Regions from separate parts of the Mus musculus genome. Here all the other regions are linked to region 2. A link is a contact called in public Hi-C and Micro-C data. All regions are on one chromosome and are shown on one strand. The core of a region is the stretch at or near the end of the contact, and the rest is flanking DNA. Distances in the headings are between cores, read along the strand shown.

Evidence for each region. A called contact is a pair of places that touch in the nucleus more often than the background predicts.
Region 1: a contact with region 2 is called in a Hi-C map of liver, with 2.2 times the contacts expected there. The contact joins two enhancer-like sites. A contact is called at or near these places in 3 of 484 Hi-C or Micro-C datasets (CD4 T cells, granulocyte-monocyte progenitors and liver) and 2 of 115 datasets of contacts at active chromatin or transcription factors (bone marrow-derived macrophages and stem cell-derived neural progenitor cells).
Region 3: a contact with region 2 is called in a Micro-C map of macrophages, with 2.7 times the contacts expected there. The contact joins two enhancer-like sites. A contact is called at or near these places in 3 of 484 Hi-C or Micro-C datasets (bone marrow-derived dendritic cells, macrophages and trophoblast stem cells) and 3 of 115 datasets of contacts at active chromatin or transcription factors (bone marrow-derived dendritic cells, embryonic stem cells and stem cell-derived neural progenitor cells).

Annotation. Positions count from the first base shown.
Region 1 is chr13:112,112,117-112,116,495 of GRCm38.p6, reverse strand. No RefSeq gene overlaps it. Among named protein-coding and RNA genes, the nearest start is that of Gm41062, 13 kb to the right of the region's middle. Within about 2 kb of position 1,440, at least 36 of the 459 cell types and tissues checked have an H3K27ac peak or open chromatin away from gene starts, as enhancers often do. A contact at or near this core is called in bone marrow-derived macrophages and liver, where this site is marked.
Region 2 is chr13:111,932,956-111,937,721 of GRCm38.p6, reverse strand. No RefSeq gene overlaps it. Among named protein-coding and RNA genes, the nearest start is that of Gm15322, 60 kb to the left of the region's middle. Within about 2 kb of position 1,596, at least 164 of the 459 cell types and tissues checked have an H3K27ac peak or open chromatin away from gene starts, as enhancers often do. A contact at or near this core is called in bone marrow-derived macrophages, liver and macrophages, where this site is marked.
Region 3 is chr13:112,128,808-112,133,068 of GRCm38.p6, reverse strand. No RefSeq gene overlaps it. Among named protein-coding and RNA genes, the nearest start is that of Gm41062, 30 kb to the right of the region's middle. Within about 2 kb of position 1,643, at least 37 of the 459 cell types and tissues checked have an H3K27ac peak or open chromatin away from gene starts, as enhancers often do. A contact at or near this core is called in macrophages, where this site is marked.

The DNA.
Region 1 (4,379 bases), core at 191-2,690, 180 kb before region 2:
AAGCCAGCCAAGGAAAGGCTTTCTGCTTCTTGGCACATAATCCTGTGTGACTACAGCAGAGAAACGATAGCACACGTTACAGAAGGTAACAGTGGAGGGCACATTTAAAGAAGGCAGTACAGATTTATTTTGCCAAGTTGGTTTTTTTCTTCCCCTTTTGTGAAATTGCAGGGTGTGGCCACGGAACACTATTGTTAATTGCTCATTGCAAATCCAACCCACACATCTCTCCTCGCCCAATGGCTCTTCTCGCTTAAGATAACTCCACCCAGTTCACAAAGCAGTAGGGAAGATATTTCCTGTCTTCGTGAAAAACACTTCCATCCTCTTGCTGCTTGGGGAGGAAGTGGAAAGAGAATACTGATCCTACACAACAGGATACAGAGCTCTGTGCTTGGGTCTCACCGCTTAGCTCTGATTTTACGAGCAGTTAGAACCTCTGAGCGTTATTCCACACAGGGAGCCAGAGCAAGTCTAAAGGAAGTCGAACAGAGTAGTAAGTCTCACACACATCAGAGATTCTTTCTATAACATCCCATATCTCTGTGGCTTGGCTTTCTTGGGTCTCTGTACATAGTGTGTGTGTGCGCATGAGCACAGGACAGTTATGAGGGGAGCAGGCATGTGTGACCCATCTCTGTGCATGCTCTTGTGGAGGTGGAAAAAGGCACTGAAAAGGACCAGTGCATGGCAGAGGAAGGGTTGGGGTAGGCAGGACCATCCAGAGAGCACACTAACGTCTTCATGGTCAAAGAAGAGTTCAGCAAGGGTCACAGTGTCTTAGCTCAGACTTACCGGAAACAGATACTAAATATACATCATGTAGGGATGGGGGTCCCAGAATATCAGGAAAGTCAGAGAAACGAACCTGGAAAATGAGGATTCCTAAGGGGTGATATTTGAACATGTGTCTGAGTGTCCCACCCAAGAGACAAGACAGGTAAGGAAGGCATTTGTATGTCAAATCTTGCTCTAGTTGCGGGTTGTCTTGTTGTCTATTAACTTGTGACCAGCCCTGCATGCAAGGTGTTCGTTCCTCTAGGAGGGCCAGACCAGCACAAAAGCAGATTTCTTCCCATAGAAAGCCATCGGGAATCTACAGAACTGTGGGATAGTAAGGGATGTGGCTGGGCCTAGCCTCTTTTATTGTGTCCCAATGTTGGTCTAGTCACTGTTTGAGTACTTCATCTGTAACTTTTTAAGGATGACCGGGTAGCTGTAGAAGAACTTCATTTCTCATTTAACTGAAGAGTATTGGTTGGAACCAGGCACCGTGGGCTCAACAGTAGAAAGTACTGACAAACACTCTTACTGAAGACACTGTTCTTTAGACTCTGATCTCAGTGGTGTAATCCACATGTGAATGAACACACTGGATCACACTGGAGTGCCTGTTAGAGCTCCTGACACCAAACCCAGCCGAGGGTGTAAGTGCACAGCCAATGCTGCTGCTGTCTGAGACTGCAGCCTGGCGGTGCTGAGTCAGTATCTCTGGACCCCAGCCTACCTTGGCCATGGCAAGCTTCCTCCTCCCTGGCTTTGACAAAAAGAGGGCTCAACCTCCTCTAGCATTTGTTCTCTGTGTGAAGGGAGCTCCTACAAGAAGCAACAGGACTGAACCCTCCCTGGCCCCTCAGCATGTCCCTGCTTGATTTGCAGTCTGCCTCATCCGACCAGTCGTGAGGTCTCAGTGCCCAGAGCGATCAGCAAAGCGTCCCACTCCCTGTTTGTGCTGGCTTGTGTCCCCGAGACTCACTGGAGGTGTCGGCTAAAGCTGTTTACTGGCTCCATCTGAAAACACCTCGAGGTGTTCTTAAAACTCTCTTTCCAGCTGCAATAGGGACAGGCATGGCAATGAGGCAAGAAACCAGAGGACATAACTAAACAAAATGGCCACAGGGCAGTTTAGAGGAACTTTTGAATAAGTAGCCTGTTAGTTAAGCCCAATATTGTTTTTGCATTAATGCATGCACACAGGATTCATAAATAAATAAATAAATAAATAAATAAATAAATAAATCTTCCTGTCATTTGTAGATCTCCCTCCCCTGCACAGAAGTTAGGCTAAGTCCAGCCTGAAGGAGCAAAGCAAGACAGAGTAGGATTAAATATCACTTTAATATGCTTGAAAAATAATAGCACAAAAATAGCTAATGCCACCATACAGCTTCCTTGCTGACTCTGTGTGTGTGTGTGTGTGTGTGTGTGTGTGTGTGTGTGTGTGTGTCTGGACCATATGATGCTAAGATGTTGGTAGAACTACATTACATAAAGAAAAGGCCTCAGTCAGCTCCTATAGACTCAGCAGCTTCCAAAGGGAAATGAAAACTATTGAGGCCACATGTCCACACTTAAAGATACACCCTCAAAGAAGAGCTCACAGGATCCGCAGCCTGTTCCTGTCTTCACCTCTCCACACTTCCCCTGGGTTAGAATTCTTGCTTTGTTCTGATGCACCACAGCTCTGTTCTAGAAGGAAACTCCTAAGGCTTCCAAGCTCTTGATCCCCGACACTTGTCTCCCAGAGTCATGCGTCCAGCCCCCTGCCTTACCCAGGCCTGACCCACAGGACCTGGCCGCCTGCATTGGCTCAGATACATATGGGGATTCGTCAGAAGGGAAAGTGAAGGAGTCAGGAGAGGAGTGGGTGAGCAGTTGTACAAATGGGGAGCTCAAAGAACAGGGACAGAAAATCCCAGCTCTGCCTCCCTTCCCTTCCCTTCTGTAGCCCAAGAATAACATCCAGGTATCGGCATCACTGCCTCCCACGGGCAACATGATCTCCTTTGTCTTGTATTGAACTTTTGAACAGGACAAAACCCAAATTCTGTTTTCTCCCTTCACTTGAGTCAGATGGATTTAAGAGTTGCTTCTAAAAGTCACCAGAAGGTTAGCCTGTGAACCAAGACCAAAGACTCTCACTGGGTTCTCCTCTCTGGGGTGTCTCTACAGCAGAGGAACTTTGACAGACCTAAGACAGAAACACTCCTTAGAGATGAAACAGGCACAGAGTCCCTTGTCAGAGTGATGTACAGAAAGACAGAACTGACCAGGCAGGAAGTCCTCCTACCTGGAGAGTTTGCGTCCTAGTTGGGCAAGGAAAAAGGCAGCTGTATGCCCAGTCATTGATATCCATTTATGGCATGAGTGGTGTCTATTCTCTTATATTTTGGGTTGCAAGCCTAGCCTTTAACGGCTGAGCCATTTCTCCAACCCAGTGGTGTCTATTCTCAACCTTCACTCCAATAGCATTTCTGTGTGTGTGTGTATGTGTGTGTGTGTGTGTGTGTGTGTGTGTGTGTGTACATGCATGCATGCATATGTGCAAGGGTTTCCTATGTATATGAGCTGGGTCAAAATCAGGTGTCCTCAAGTCACCTGGCCAGGTTCTTTTTAGACCCAGCATGTCTCACTGACCTGGAGCTCATCGGCTGGGCAGCGAGCCCCAAGGATCTTTCTGTTCCTGCTTTCTCGGGCTCAGAATTACAGTTGCCACCATGACCAGATTTTTAGGTGAGTGCTGGGATCTGAACTTAAGTCCTCTGTACTGCAAGTACATTGCCAAGACCGCCCCACCCACTTGTATTTACTTAAAGTAACTGTTTTAAGAAACAATTTATACCCATGGGTGTTCTACCTGCATTAATGTCTGTATACCACATGTGTGCCTGATGCCCTTGGAAGACAGAAGAGGACATCGGATCCTCAGGAACTGGTAGTTATGGATGGTTGTGAGCTGCCATGTAGGTTCTAGGAACCAAACCAGGTCCTTTGAAAGAGCAGCCAGTGCTCTTAGCCACTAAGCCATCTCTCCAGTTCCCCAGTAACACTTCCTAAAATAGCATTTAGTTGTTGAGTCAGTAGTTATTACAAACCCCTCCAAAAGGACTTCAGAGCATAAAGTAGTATGCCCAGTGTATGTCTTTAAAATGCAATGCATGGGAATAATAGAGCCTTGAAAAGACATAGGAAAAAGAGAAGGAAGAGGATGAAAGGGGGAGGAGGAGGGAGAGGAGGAGGGGGAGGAGGAGGAGAAGGAGAGGAAGAAGAAGAAGAGGAGGAGGAGGAGAGGAAGAGGAGGAGGGGGGAGGAGGGGAAGGAGGAGAGTTAGAAGAGGAAGAGGAGGAGGAGGAGGAGGAGGAGGAGGAGGAGGAAGAAGAAGAAGAAGAAGAAGAAGAAGAAGAAGAAGAAGAAGAAGAAGAAGAAGAAGAAGAAAACAAATACGTTGTTCATTAACATTGGTTGTGCCTACTTTTTGATGAATTCAAATACATTTCCACTAAACTTCTTGGGAATGAAATCATGCAAGACGTTCAATGTAGCACACACTTAAACCATCTGTATCATTTCCCCAATGCTATTTAACTGAGGGATTCCTG
Region 2 (4,766 bases), core at 347-2,846:
AATTGATGGCTGTGTCCACCACGGCCACACTTGCAGGCAAGGTGTTCAGGTTTAGCCAGAATAAGTCATATTTCCTAATCCTAGGTACCTACCAGCCCATCTAAATGATTCTGACTAGCTATCAGTAGGCAGAACAGAGCACAATCCACGCCCTGCCCCAGGAAGGGGCTCAGAAGCTCCTGCACTCACACAGTGCTAGTATTTCTCCCAATCATCTCAAAGCCTGGAACAGAGGATCTTTATACCAACACACAGAAGAAAGGCTGAGTGGGAAAAATCACTGACCCTCAACCCAGTGACCTGCGTGAGGATGGCTTTCATCAGAAGCGAGATGCAGAAGTAGTAAGATGAAGGAGTTGGACTTTCTGATCAAAGCCAGAAACGTCCGTCCAAGGTAAAGGCATACGTGAAACCTTTACAGAAGAGACAGCATCGACGAGAATGCTTGGTTCTTTACAATGCATTCACTGTGGGAAACTAGCCAGGCCCAGCAAGCTGACCAGGGTCCCTTCACCCCTGTGCCCAGGACAGTTTGGCCAAAGGACATCTAGGGTGAAGGCCTCAGTCAGTGCTAATCTCCATATCCCGGAATAGCCCAGAGAACTCGTCCAACCTGCAAGTCTGCCTTTAAAAAAAAAAAAAAAAAAAAAAAAAGCCTTTGGAATTCTTTGTCCAGCTCTGCTTGGTATACACGGGAATGATTCTTCTGGGACTTCTCTGGTGACCTAGTCTTTGCTATAATGACATCTCTCAACAGATCCACCAGCCCTCAGATTCTCTCCCAGACACTAATAATAGGTCCAATTAGAAGTAAAGATTCCAAACAGATGAGGCACGAATTGATATACACGGCCGGCCTGGCTGCCACAGATCCATTTCTTCCCCTGCAGAAAAGACACCAAACTGGCCTTGAGGAGGGAACCTCCTTTTTTGAACAGTTACCATGGCAACTGGAACCCTTTTCTCCCCAGGGCACCTGCCCACAGGCTCCCACCAGCCAGCTGGTAGGGAGGGTGGATCAGCCACCTCTGTCCCAAGTCACTGTGCTCATTTGACCAACAAAGGTGCCAACAGTGCCAGTTGGCCTCATGATATGGATACCTGCCCACGAGGCATTGGCCCAAACATTGGGGACTTTCACAGAGGCCAGCCAACAGCTGGCAGGCAGGAACTACCAGGTCATTGTCATCTGGGGCTGAATTGGAACATGCATACAAGACACAAAGGCTGTGTCTGTAACCACAGCATCTCTCCCTCCCTAGGGATTTGTTTGCAGCTCCAGATCCCCCTGCTCTGGGAGGAGCACGCATGTGGCTGAAGGTGCCTTTTAGAGGCCACGCCCACCTACCTTTTTTTAGCAGTGCCCTGCCTTCTGCACGCTGCCGTAGAAAAGCTTTCCCTGCCCCATGTCTGGTTTTATTGCAAATGAGAAGGTTCGCCATAAGTCACCCCAGGCCAGTGGGTTCAGAGGTGGAGTTGGTAACCAGAAGCCATGCAGACTTCCTCTCCTGGCCCCACACCAAGGCCTCCAAGGTTCTCTTGTCACATGAGGTTAGTGTAGTTTCACATCCTCTAAGCAAAGCTCTGTCGAAACTCTCTAGTCTCACATGGCATCGGCTCAAAACAACCACCTCGCTCAGCTGCCTGGCTCACTGTTCCAAGAGTGGGTCAGGAGATCTGGGTTCCAGTTTCAGCTCAACCTGCATGACCTTGACAAGAACCAGTCCTCAGTTTTGCATCAGAAAATTAAGAGGCCCGAGTTTCTATACTTAGGATCCACTTCCTCTCCTCTCCCCATTACCCTCACCACTTCAGTTTAAAAAAAAAAATAGATAGGCAGGTAGGCAGGCAGGAGGCAGGCAGACTGACTGACTGACTGACTGACTGACTGACTGATTGATTTTTGGATTTTGGAGACAGGGTTCTGTATTGCCCTGACTGTCCTGGAACTCACTCTGTAGACCAGGCTGACTTTGAACTCAGAGATCCACCTGCCTCTGCCCCCTGAGTGCTGGGTTTAAAGGCGCGCCACCATTACCCAGCATTCCTGATGCTAACCCAAGAATCGCCAAAGACTAAGGGATATTTTTTCAACTTTTCAAAATCAGACATCTCAAAAATACTAAGCCAAGTGAAGGGAACTTTTTCTACAGGAGAGTGCATGTTTTATGATTATAACATGAAATGCCTAGACAGGCAAAATTAACCAATGGTAAGACACAAACATGCTTACCCACTCTCACAGGAATAGCTGTAGATTGCCTCTGAGAGTGTGGTAGGAGCAGGAATTACTTAGGAAAAGGCATAGTTGACAGTATACATTGTACCTGGGTGTGTTTGTGTCACACAATCTATGTCAAAACTCATAGACTACTATTCTTCAGATGGATTGAACGGTGCAATGGAGTCAGAAGAGTAGACTGTAGAATTGGTGAGCACTGGGTGCTCTTGACAAAACACTGAGGAAACATACGCAATAATAAGTTCCTGATCCATCCATACCACCCTTTCTCCACCCCATCTCTTTCTCGACTATTGGCCTCTTTCTTATTGAATGAGACAGGGGATATATCTGATATCCTATGATGATTAATCACTCTATGCCCAGCCCTCAAGGGTAAAAACAAGTTCTCTGCAGCCAGAACTCGCCCTTGAGCCTCTCTGCCTCTGCTCTCTGGTTGCCAACATTTTTGATATAATTTATTTCTTTCTTTCTTTCTTTCTTTCTTTCTTTCTTTCTTTTTTTTTTTTTTTTTTTCGAGACAGGGTTTTGATATAATTTCAATTGACACAACCCAGTAAAGACATTTTAAATTTAATTCCAAATGTAATCAGAGTGTATATTTTTATAACCACTCTAAGAGTTAGTATATCGACTACCCAAGGACAGATTACAAGCATATATTTTCCTATACTTGCTTCTCAATTAGCCCAATAGATATATCCCTAAATTATTGATTTGTTTTGTGTGTGTGATCACTTCTTCTTAAGATCTCAAACACATTCTTGGTTCTCTCCCAATTTGCTTATCTTTCTTTAAAACCTAAGCATGAAAATGCATGCATGCTTCATTGGTAAACACAATGTGCTTTGGAAAAAGATTCACACTGGGTCTGCACATGTGCAGCTAACGTTAGTAAGCTCTATGTCGTTGTGGGGGTCCTTCTGCCCCAATTTCAGCCATTCTTTCCAGAGAAATTCCCACCTCTTTTGTTTTGACGTGATTGTCTGTGTGCGTGCGTGCGTGCGTGCGTGTGTGTGTGTGTGTTTGGAGGGGTTTTTAGGCCCATTTTAAAGGCTATGACTTTGAGGTGAAAAGTGCTAGTTCTACAAGCATGCAGGCCTAAGTATGATCATCAGAGCTTACAGAAAAGTGAAAAAATCACTGAGGGTGGTGATGTGCACTTGGCACTCCCAGTACTTCAAAGGCTGAGAGACAGATCCTTGGGGTCTACTGTCCATCCAGCCTGGCCTAATTGTCAAGCCCCAGGTCCCAGTGAGAGACTGTATCTCAAAAACTAGACTGGATGGGTCCTGAGGAATCACACACACACACACACACACACACACACACACACACACACACACACACACCAGAAAGGCGTGTAGGTTTAATAAACATTTGATAAACATCTTTCCAGAAAGCTGCTCCCACTTCAGCCCAGTGCCCATGCACATTTGTTAAATATTAACATATAAGTCCCTTTCGTGAAGGCTTTTATCAGGACATCTCAAACCCAGTCCTTCTATTTTCTCTAGTTCTGCACCTGTACGACCACCCAAGGCACACAGCTAAGAGACAGGCACGAGCAGCCCTTTTGAGTAACCAGCTAATCAAAGGGCTATACTAGCAGCCTGAATCTTCACCTAGAAATCACAGCAGCGACCACAGGGATAGAAGAAGAAGCCATTCAGCTTTTATAAATGCTGCTGTTTCCCAATCAAACTAAACCAGAACCGAGGCTGAAGATGGATTTCAGCGTTTTCACGTCACCAGTTTCTCAATAGACCATTTCCTGTCCTCCTGCAGAGCTGAGTTCTCAAGAGTGAGCTCTGCTCCCCCACACAGTTTCAAGGCATTGCTGACAGTCACCAAGACAAAACTTTGTATAGCATATCTATAAATGTGCATCACAAGCCCTCATCTTCTGTGTATATGTGTGACCATAGCTTCAAATAAACAGTTCAAAAATAAAGTGAAAATAATAGAAGAAAGGGGGAGGGATAAGAGAGAGATTTAGTTTTACCATGGTTATGGGTGGAGAGGCAGAATTTTAAAAAGCACAATGAAAATAAGGAGAAAAACAAACAAAAACACGTGCACAAACATAAGCTGTAGAATCTGCCTTAGACAAAAAAACATCTTTCCATTTTTCAGAGAGGGAGGTTGGCCCCCAGGGAGATTTATTTATTTTATATACATGGCTGTGTGTGTCCCTGCATGAGATTATGTGCGTCATGTGTAATCAGATGCCCTGAAACTGGAGTGACAGGCTGTTGTGAGACATCTGATAGGGGTGCTGGGAACCAAACCCGGGTACTCTGCAAGAACATTAAATGCTTGTGACCCATTGCTCTAGCCCCTAACAGAAGTGTCATCTAAGAATCTGAAGATGAGATCTTTTTAGTGTTCCCTGTGTGTGTGTGTGTGTGTGTGTGTGTGTGTGTGTGTGTGAGAGAGAGAGAGAGAGAGAGAGAGAGAGAGAGAGAGAGAGAGAGAGAGAACTGACTGACTCTAAATACTATACTCTAAGCATCCCACTGCA
Region 3 (4,261 bases), core at 394-2,893, 200 kb before region 2:
CCACTGAGTAGGAAGTGACTGGGTCAAACTATGAACTCTGAGATTCACCCATAAAACACACCCCCTTGGAAGCTCTCTGATGGTCATTCTGCTCTGTCACAGTTACAACTGGACAATTCACTCTATGGACAAGAAGTTCTCTGAGCATGCTCAGGATACCTGCTCCATGAGTCTTGGAGATACAGAATGTGGAGTCCAATACGGAGCCTTGGCGGTTGCCAGGGTCACAGGGATGATGCAATTAAGCACAATGAGGAAAGGAGATGTCGTCGTCACTGCAGGATCCTCTGGACCCCAAACAGTTTGTTGAATAGCAGGAGTGCAGTGACTATTTATTGAAAAAGAGAGAGTTGAACAATTTTCCTTTTTTTGAAACTCTCTTCAAAAAGCCCAGTATCACACAGATGAAAGCAGAGAAACTCTGGCTGAGGTTTCCAAGTGTAGGTGTGACCCACCTGCAGCTTGAAGCCCACTCAGGGAATCCATACTCCTGGGGCCTGATATCCAGGGACACCCAGGACATGAGCCAGAGCTTCTGATACTCAGTGCTGGAGTTCGTTCCTTTGTCACCAGGTAAGACGGTGTGGCCTGGGACTAAGGCTGCTCAGAAGCGAGAATACATTTCTAGGAAGAAGACAGCTGCTTGGTGATTATACGGTTTTGTAATTAAAGTTACCCCAGGACACCTTAATGCATGTGCGGTGAGCTAAATGACGGCTTTCCGCTTCATAAATTGAGAATTTAGCAGGTGCAATGTTAGCTGCCACATCCTGTGGAGTACTGTTAAACAGAGAGACCGCTTAGCCATTGGTTTTAAAAAATATAATACTAAGATGGCTTTATTGCTAATTTAAGAATTATGTATTTGGTGGTAGAGTGGATTTTAACATTCTTCTGACACCTTTCAACCTTCCTGCCCATTTTCCAAGAACCTTCTACACCTCTTACATAACCATGATAAAAAGCATATGCCTATTAGTAGACCATTTGCCATGCATGCAGGGAGCCTTCGGTTCACTCCCTAGCACTAAATACATAACCCATTCCTGGTGGCCTGCACCAGCACTCCAGAGAAATGCGGAATAAGTTCAAGGACGTTCACGTCTATCTAATGAGCGCAGAATCATTAGGATGGGCATCATGGAGACACTTAAGACTGGGTCTCCAGAAAGGAGAGCAGGTGGATGTTGGAGATCCACTTCCATGGTGGAGTGCTTGTCTAAGAAGCACAGGGTCCTAAGTTTGGACTTCAGTGTGTGGAAGCAAGCAGGGTGTGGTGACAAATAGCTGTATTTTCAGTACTTGGGATACCAACGAGGACTGCCATTTTGAGGCTAACCTGTGCTATAGAGAAACACCCTTTCACAAAGAGAGAAATAGGAGTTTCAGAAAACTCTCAGCCACGGGTTGTTTTGGGGAAAAGAAACCTGTGCCAGAAAGTGTGGCAGCGTCTGGGGAGGAGGTGAGCACATCGGGGACGCCCATGCAATTATCCCTCTGGAGGTGTGCTCCCTGTTCTTTCAGGAGCATATTAATCATTTTTACGCTATCCTGACTCCTAATCACAGGCGTAGCCAGTGTTGTCAAAACACTTCCTGCCCGCATCTGTGTTCTGTGACTGGCCTGGCTTCCAGGGAGTGTTTGTGAGAGAATGGAGAACAAGTGATTGACAGTCAATGTTGACATTTTGGGGCTGTTTGAAAATGGGAACAATCTGGCTCTGATGTTCTAATTCCTCCTTTTATGGGCAAAAGTCAGCGCCTCCGCATGAATGAGCATCAGCGTACGCTCTGAAACGCACCCCAGACACACCGTGTCCTTCCAGCACGCCCACTCCGTGACAGGAGACAGACAAGGACCTTTTTCCATCTCTATTTCTAAGTCTCCATGTCTAGTGAAACTGAGTCAAAGAGAAGACTTAAAGAGAAAAACAAATCCTGGTGGAACGTTCCTTTCCTTTTATTTCAACCACAGTCCTCACAACTCATTGTAGTGTTTTTAATTGCGTAAGTAATAGATTCTCATTGGTAATTGAAACAGTACAGGTAGGAAAAACTCTGCCTATTGCCCAATCCTACACTGTCCCTTTCTGAGTAACCTTATTGTGCATTGACTGTGCATCATTCCAGAATGTATATACTGTCCTTAACTATATACATTCATAGGTAAGTATGTGTATGTGTGACTTGTGTATGAGTGTGGAAAGTATAGGTGTTTATATGCATTTATGTTTCCACATGCAGGAAGGCATGCATTTGTTGGTAAAGTGTGCTGCAACTAGCTTATCTATTTTACCATGTGTGCAGAACATGTTTTCACATCAAGAAATGTTGACTGCGCTTATTTGTTTTAGAGGAATCACAGTTTTTCATAGACCAGAGGCGTTTATTTTCTAGACATAAAACTTTGGGTTATTTTTATTTTTTTCACTGTCACAAGTCATGCCATTATAAATCTCCTTGTCCAAGTCCTTTTTAGATCCCTAGGCTCCCCGTGGGTGTGCCCAACCTGCAGCCTACGGGCCACACGCACCTCAGGATAGACAGGAATCCAGGCTAACACAAAGCCACAAGCTCACTTAAAACAGGAAGAGATGCCTCTTGTGATTTCTTTTTGTAACTGTGTTCTAGCCTGAACTTCGCAGATGACAAATGTCTGTTGCAATGTTGAAAAGTTGGGCAACCCTACAAGGTTACACTTGCTCTTCTGAAAAACAGTAAAGACTATTAACCAACTTCTCTTGTGCTGCCAGACTGGAATACTTCTGACTGACAGAATACAGACATTCTGGATGTCAGGGAATCTAAGACCTGGATGCTGGTGGAGTCAGTTCCTGGTGAGGGATTCCTCCTCAATTGCAGAGGGCTGCTCCCTCTTGCTGTGTCCTTTAAATCATAGGAGAGAGAGAAAGACAGAGACAGAGAGAGAGACAGAGAGAGACAGAGAGAAAGAGAGATAGAGAGACAGACAGAGAGAGACAGAGAGAGAGACACACACACAGAGAGAGAGAGAGAGAGAGAGAGAGAGAGAGAGAGAGAACTTCTTTGCTTTCTCTTCTTATAAAGGCACCAATTACACCATGAAAGCCCCACCCTTGCGATGTCATCTATGCTAAGTAACATGCTAAGGACCATAGATCCGCATCACACGTATGAAGAGTAGGGAGCCTGAAACTCTCAGTTCATAACATTCCAACTCTGGCATCTACCCACCTCATTCATGTCCTTCCTGCATGGGAGCATGCCCCTTCCTCCCATTGATTCAAAAGTCTTAACTCATTCCAAGCACTCAGTCTACAGCCAGCTGCACCTAAATGTTATCTTCGTTGGATGTGACTGAGATTCAAGGTGTCGTTAACTCAAAGCAGAGATCTCCAGCTGCGAGGTAATGAAGCCAGGTGTTATATGCTTTCAAAACACAATTATTACGAAGGCCTAAGGTCAGCAATCTCATTTTCAAAGTGGAGAAATTAGAAGGAAGAAATCTGACATAAGTCTAGAGTAAGTTCACACCCTAGCAAGGGTAACTGCGTTGGATCTAAGGCTCGAATATCCTGAATTAACTGAGTTAGACCCGACCGTCCTCACTGGTCTGATGCTCTGCCTTCCGCACTCAGGAGCACAGCGGACCCTGCCTCCTTCCCATTCATTCCCGCACAGGTTCTGGGTGGCTGCTTTCTGGCTCACACAAACCAAGGTCCCCTCTAACAGGAAAGGCAACATGGCAGTGCCCGAAGGCTCTGAATCATTCTTAACTAAGAGAGCACCATTGCTTCTGAGCAGCCAGTCCTGGAGTATCTGAGAAGTGTGGCGAGCTTCGCTCTGCTTGTCCCTTTGGTATTCCCTCAGTGTGGACTATTTCTGCAAAAGTGGCTGCTTAGTCCTCGAGTTCAACCGCAGACAAATCTTTGTACTGAAACCATAGCTGGCCACATCACAAGTGTTCTCTTCCGAGTAAATTCTCCCCCCTTCCCTCCTTCCCTCCCTCCCTCCTCCTCTCCCTCCCTCCCTTCAACCTTCCCTCCCTCAACCTCTCTTCTGCTGCTGAGAAAAAAAATTCCATCTCTTCTATGAGATGACATATCCCATCACCTCCTGACCTACATCCAAATCTAATCACCTCCTAAAGATTCCTCCTCCAAATAGCAGCGAATTAGGTTTCTGGCCTCAATACAGGAAAAGGAAGGGGAAGGGTAAAAACATTTGCTATTCTATCTTCTATCTAACCCTAACCGATCTAATCTATTTATCTGTTTTTCCAT